2 separate regions of the Sus scrofa genome follow, and region 2 is linked to region 1. The links are chromatin contacts, called in public Hi-C maps. All regions are on one chromosome and are shown on one strand. Each heading gives the region's core, a stretch centred on a gene start, on an enhancer-like site or on the middle of the called end of the contact. The rest is flanking DNA. Distances are from core to core; before and after follow the strand shown.

Evidence for each region. Hi-C and Micro-C count contacts between places; a contact is called where the count stands out from the background.
Region 2: a contact with region 1 is called in a Hi-C map of skeletal muscle, with 9 times the contacts expected there. The contact joins the promoter of LOC100514656 here to the promoter of LOC110261324 in region 1. A contact is called at or near these places in 3 of 47 Hi-C or Micro-C datasets (heart right ventricle, liver and skeletal muscle).

Annotation. Positions count from the first base shown.
Region 1 is chr6:61,924,531-61,928,072 of Sscrofa11.1, forward strand. LOC110261324 (zinc finger protein 772-like) reads right to left here and starts at 2,002. Exons shown (of 4, transcript XM_021097337.1): 1 at 1,713-2,002. The coding sequence starts at 1,745.
Region 2 is chr6:62,415,467-62,419,008 of Sscrofa11.1, forward strand. LOC100514656 (zinc finger protein 551) reads right to left here and starts at 1,634. Exons shown (of 5, transcript XM_021095151.1): 1 at 1,347-1,634.

The DNA.
Region 1 (3,542 bases), core at 752-3,251:
TGGAGACCTGTAGTTTCTGGAAAACTCTCATCTCAATCCCACCTTCAAGTATTTGCACATGCTAGTTCCTGTGCCTGGAACAACCTTCCACTCCCTATTCCAATGGCTACCAGAAATGGGAACCCTTCCACACAGCCCCTGGTCTGTACTCAGAACCCTTGCCTTTGGGTTTCTCCAGGGTCCTGAGACTCAAGAGCTTCGAGACTACAAGTAAAGTGTCTTATGGAGTTCCCTGTGGCACAGCAGGTTAAAGAACCAGTGTTGTCATTACAGAGGCCTGGGTTGCTGCTGTGGCATGGGTTCGATCCCTGGCCCAGGAATTTCCACATGCTGGGGATGCAGCCAAAAAATAAACAGGAGTTCCCATTGTGCCACAGCGGGTTAAGAACCTGACTAGTATTTAGGAGAATGTGGGCTTGATCCCTGGCCTCATTCAGTGGGTTAAGGAGCTGGTACTGCCCATATGATATCTCTTACATCTGGAATCTAATATATGGCACAAGTGAACCTTTCCACAGAAATGAAAAGCATGGACATGGAGAACAGACTTGTAGTTGCCAAGGGGGAGGGATGGAATGGGAATTTGGGGTTCATAGATGCAAACTATTGCCTTTGGAATGGATAAGCAATGAGATCCTGCTGTATATCATCCTGCTGGGAACTATAGCTAGCCACTTATGATGAAGCATGATAATATGAGAAAAAAGAATGTATACGTGCATGTATAACTGGGTAACCTTGCTGTGTAGTAGAAAACTGGCAGAACAGTATAAACCAGCTATAATGGAAAAAATAAAAATAATTATTTAAAAAAAAAAAAAGATCTGGTATTGCTGTGAGCAGTGGTGTAGGTTACAGACATAGCTCAGATCCTGCATGGCTGTGGCTGTGGCTGTGGTGTAGGCTGTGGTGGAGGCTGGCAATTGCATCTCCAATTTGACCTCCAGCCTGGGAACTCCCATATGCTGCAGATGTGCCCCTCAAAATAAAAAATAAATAAATATATAAAGTGTCTTATGACACCAAAACTCTGGAGCCCTCGTGAGTCAAGGTGGGGCTGGAATTGATGAAGGCCTGGATATCCACCCCTCCCCTGTATAGGGCCAGTAATTACTTATGCGACCATGGGAACCTGTGGGAAGAGAGAGACTATGAAAAACAACCACGAAAGAGCCCCAAGGGCTCAGGCCTATCCACTACTCCTGCCCTACCACAAAGCCCTGGGGCTATCGCCCTTCTGTGGCTCTGTCATCAAGGCCCCCTGTTATCGGTGTTGCCTTGGACCAAGTCTTAGCCTTTCTGGGCCCCACCTCCCTCATCCTTACCCCCAAGTCTGTTCACACCTGGCCAGTCTACGAAATACTTTTGAAACCATAAGGTCGCGTCTCTCCTCTGTTCAGAACCTTCTATGCCTCCTATCACCCTCAGAATGAAGGCACAGCTACTCAGGCTCTCTGATCTTTTCAGACACCAAAGGTAACGGGTTTCCCAAACGCTGTGTCACACCTCCAAGCCGTTCTGCGAGCTGACCCCTCCGCCGGCAGGGTCCTTTCTCATTCTCCTATACTGGTTGTCAGATCTAGGACCCAACTGAAAGAACCCCTATCGTCTGAACACATTCACCTGAGCTGCAGGGACCTGAGTGTCCCTCATTCGAGGCTTCAGGATTCAGAGATGGAGGGAGGGAAAGGACCCAGGGGTGCAGCACCCACCTGCACTGGGTCCGTCAGCACGGCCGCCGCCATCCGCGCCCGTGGTCCGGGGAAAGTGAGGGGAAGAGGAGTAGCTGGAAAGCGTTAACGAGTGCAAGGTCCCGGGCTCCGGCGGCTGGGTCACCCGGGCGATGCCACTACGAACCTCAGGTTCGCTTGTTTAGGGCAGAAATCGCCTCTCTCGCGTTTTCCCTGTTGTGTCCCCTCGGGTGTGACGCTGCGGTCTGGAGACGGATTTGGTGGATTAATCCGAAAGCAGGAAAAAATGTCCGCCCAAAAAAGGAAAAAGGAAGTCCCGCCCCCTCGTCCTCCTTATGAATGGAAACGCCCCTTTCCTTGGCCTTCATTGGACCGGTGCCCCCCGATGCTCTTGGGTAATGTAGTTCCCACAGCGACACCAGGGCCGCTTACCTAACTAGCGGCGCCTAGGAATGACGTGTTGGATTTTTGAGGATTGGGCGGAGCTTCACTTCCTCTTAAAGGACACGCACCCATATTTCCGGTGGCTGTGGTCTGTAACGTATCACTTAAATATTTAGGAACATATTATCTCGGGCTTCTTTATGCAGAGAATACTCACCAAAAAAAAAAAAAATTTAAATGGACGTATCATATGCTAATGTCACTCAGACTTCTATAGCTGGAAGCTAATAATACGTTAACAAATATACACATGTAGTGTGAAGCTCTAGCGTTAGTGATGTGGGCCTCAGCATTTGGGGTCAGGAATAAGAGTGAAGACTCTATTCGTGGCCAACAAGACGTGGAAGTGCAGTAAGGATTTAGGACACTGATGTACAGGTGGACAATGGTGGTGTCTCTGGTGACCTCAGAAAACATTTCTCCTGACTGTACAATCAGTGATTGCGTCTAACCCAGTGAGTAACTCTTTTTACAAATACTATTTCTCACTCCGTATACACAGATATATTCAGTTCCTTTCAGCTATGTTACATATATCTGAAAAGAAAAGTGATGGAAGATACTTATTAAGGTATGGGGAAATCATTCTGGCTTATACATGATTTATGTATTTATTTCGGCCGCATCTGTGACATATGTAAGTTCCCAAGCCAGGGATCGAACCCATGCAGCACGAGTGACAATGCCAGATCCTTAGCCACTAGGCCGCCAGGGTATTCCTATACATAATTTAACTTGAACCTTATGCTTGCCAAAATATGCTTTGTTTGTAGCCTAACAAATATGAATTATACATCTGCTTTAATAATTCCTGTGCTTGGCTTAATGGGCGTTTCTTTGCACATTATCTCACATTCATTGAGGAGACTAACCCTCCTGAGTCCTCCCTCCCTCCCTCCCATTATGTGCCACATTGTGGTGTTTTCTAAATAAAGCCACTTGGATTTCTGTCATCCCATGTGTGTGGTCCATTACTACCACTTTGTGCTCGAGTGTTTTACATTCTATATATATATATATTTTTTTTAATTATATGCCTATATATATAAAAATTATATATGTATTGACCATACCCAAGGCACGTGGAAGTTCCTGGGCCAGGGATCAAACACCTGCCACAGCAAACACTACTATGCCACTAGGGAACTCTTTTTACTTATATTTTTACTATTTCTCTGCTCACTTTTTTTCACTTACATGAAAGTTTCAACAAACAAGTTCATTCACGAACTGTATTTGTTCATCCTGATCTGTCATTTGATCGAAGTGATAAAGAATCTGCTTCTCTCTTTGAGAGGGTACATTTTCCTGAGGTTTCAGGAAGCCAGCCCATCCTTGGCTGGTCTAACACGGCATTTCTTCTCCTCCTTTCCAGAATCAACTGGTACAGAACACCTAGTTCCAGAA
Region 2 (3,542 bases), core at 384-2,883, 490 kb after region 1:
TTCTGGTGTTTTTAAGTCACCTAGTTTATGGTATTTTATAATGGGAACACAAGCAGACCAAGACACTTTCCTTCCACAGTAGGAAATCTAGTTAACCCTTAACAGAAACACATCCAGAATGCAGCCACTTCTGAGCCACCACTCTGTCCCATGAGCCCTTAAGTGGACTACTGTAAAAACCTCCACCCCAGTTTTCCCTCCTCTTCCCTCAGCCTTACCATCTCTTCTCCACTCTGCAACCCGATGGAGCCTGTTGAGACCTAGGTAAGATCATTCCCCTCCTCTGATCTAAACTTCCCATCAACTCCAGAATGGATACGCAACTTCTCAGGCTGCCATTCCAGTTCTGAGTCACGTCCTCCTGCTCCTTTGCTCTTACAAGAAAGAAGACCTTAATGATTCCAGCTGAGCTTTACCTCTGAGCATTTTTCCCTCCCTGGTACTGGGATAAACTTTCCACACTTGTCTACATCAGGTGCCAGAAATGGAAATACCTCCATATAATCCTTGGTACTGACCCGAGCCCCTGGGCTTGAGGTTTCTGCAGAGTCCCCAGATCGAAGGTCTAGAGGAATGAAATGTAAAAAATTCCAGGACACCATAATACAGAGAGTATGTGGGTGAGGGTAGGGAACAGTAAGAGCAGGAAACACCCAACACATACCTATGCAGGTTCCATAAGCACTTCCGCAGCCACGTTTTGAGAGACAGATGACGGATAGTGACAACCATATATTCACACCGCGTTTCAACGGCCTCAGGCCCCTGGGTACCCATGCCTGGCCCGTGAGCCTAGTGAACTAGGGCTGGATGTCTACCTCCTGTGCCTCCATGTCTCACCTTACCAGCTCTGGGTACCTAAACAAAGATCCAACCTCCTGTGCCCCAACGTCTTCATTCCCCTCCTTCAGTCTGTTCCTCCGTTACAGAACCTTTGGAAAACTTAAAAACTTACTGCAGTTCGCGTGCTTCCTTGGTTTAAAAATTCTCCATAGCTCTCAAGAGTCCTGGGAACATAAGTAGTACCCTCAGCCGGCTAGTCCAGGCGAGACTCCGCCTCAAACTTTTCCCCAGCCGGGCACAGCGGACCCCAGGTTTTCCGAGTTCTCACGGCTCAGTCCCAACTCCGAGCCTTGGCACATGCTGGTTCCTGGGCCCGTAACCCTCTCGCACATCTAATCACACTCCCGGTAGTGAAGTTAAACAGGAAAACTCAAGGGTTACATTTATTCGCAGCCGCTGTCAGAAACGCCGAACCGTCCTGGACACCGAGGCCTTGGCTGCGGGAACGAGAACACTCGGGGCTTTAGCGTTTCCTGGGGTGAGGGCCGGCAGGACACGCTTACCTGAACCGGGTCCATCGGCGCGGCCGCCGCCATCCAGGCCTGTGGACGGAACGGGGCAGGAAGAGGGCCGGCGGTCCTTAAACCGGCCCGGGTGCGTATCATCTCGCGCGACGCCGCGGCCGAGCCTCACACTCGCCTTTGTGCAGCTGGAACAAAGACGCCTCTGACCCTTCCTCGGTCCTGTGCTGGCCGCCCCGACTCAGCGCTCCCGAACTTCTGTAGGGATGAACACACCCGAGCAGCCAAAATGACCGCCCGGAGGAGGACGCCGGAAGTCCCGCCCACGCGAGTGACACGCACGGAATCGCCTCTATTCTGAGCCTTCATTGGCTCAGTGAGGCTGCCGATCGACGCCGAGCACTCTGGGCCACGTAGTTCTCACGCCAGGGCTACGGCGCTCCCACAGGGCCACTATGCAATAATCTTGGACCCGCGAGAGGCGCTGGGAAATGGAGTCTCCCGGGCCCAGGATTTAGAAGGGGAAATTGTCCATTCTTAAAGGCGCAGAGTTCAGTTTTCTGAGGGACTGTTGTGCTGCCTGCAGATGTTCAACCTTGTTTGAGAGGTTTAGTTCACACTCTGTGAAGTTCATCGTGCTCCCTGAGACCAAACATATCTTTTTGGATGCTCCAGAGGACACACATCCAAACGCACATATCATACCTAGTGATTGAGAAACAATATGTGGCCATTGGTAGGAGAAGCTAATGAAGACTTCATAGTAGGAGGTATGACACGGGTATGAGATTAAGAAATACAAACTACTGTTCTTAACAAACCAAAATTGGGTTGGAACACCTGACTCAGCAAATCCAATCTATCATGGTGAAGACACCGAGTAAGGGCAGCCAATTAAGCCAACCGTGCTCTTTTCTCTATGAGGCCCCGGTGTGCAAAGGCTGCAAAAAACAGCCTCCTTGGTAGTGTATTCAGCCTGTTGCCTGTACAGGTTGCCCTAAGGGATCTTGGGGACAGCCCTTTCCAATGGACATTCATGACTGGCATGCTGTCCCAATCTAGGCTCCAGACAGGCATGCACAGTGCCTTTGGAAAGCCCCAGGGCACGGTGGCCAGAGTCCACATTGGCCAAGTCATAATGTCCATCCACATCAAGCTGCAGCATAAGGAGCATGTGATTGAGGCACTGTGCAGAGCCAAGTTCAAGTTCCCTGGCCACCAAAAGATCCACATCTCTAAGGAGTGGGTATTTACTAAGCCAATGCAGATGAATTTGAAAATATGGTGGCAGAAAATCTCTGTGGGGTCAAATACATCCCTAATCGCAGCCCCCCGGGGCAAATTCCAGGCCCTGCACTCATGAGATCCTTGGTGGCATTGTCCCCTCCTTAACGCTCAACAATAAATCCTACTTTCCTATAAAAAAAAAAAAAAGACACCGAGTAAGGAGACTAGGCAGCTCATACTCAAAAGACATGAACTCGGAGTTCCCTTCAAGTTGCCACGAAACAAATATGACCAATATTCATGAGCATGCAGTTTCCATCCCTGGCCTCAATCAGTGGGTTAAGGATCTAGCGTTGCTTTGAGCTATAGTGTAGGTCGTCACCGCGGCTTGGATCTGGCATTGCTGTGGCTGTAGTGTAGGCCACTGGCTACAGTTCCAATTCAACCCCTAGCCTGGGAACCTCCATGTACTGTGGGTTTGGCCCTAAAACGGAAAAAAAAAAAAAAATCAAAAGACTTGAACTCCCCAGAGTGGCTTTCAAGGAAGGATTTTCTTCCTTCCTTCCTTTTTCTTTTTTCTTTCTTTCTTTCTTTTTTTTTTTTTTGGCCACACCCTCATCATCCTGGACCATGGATCAAACCTGCACCACAGTAGTGAATTAAGCTACAGCATTGACAACAGCAGACCCTTAATCCCGCTGCAGCAGCACAAGCCACAAGGGAACTCCTCAAGAGACGATTTTTAAAGACCAGGTGGCAGGATGGGTGATCAGCTTGTGCAAAATTCTCTGATTGATGATGAGATAACAGGATGATACTTTGAGATTCTCAACTATCAGTTTTCTGACTCCAGTCTGGGGTATAAATGCTAGTTATCTGCATGCAGCTTTTTTTTTTCCTCCTCTCTCTCTTTGTAGGGCAGCACCTGTTGTAGGAATCTCATACAGAGACAGGACACCAAGGCTTTTTGCCAGGGAACAGGGTTTATTTGTGCCCACACTGGCTCAGTTG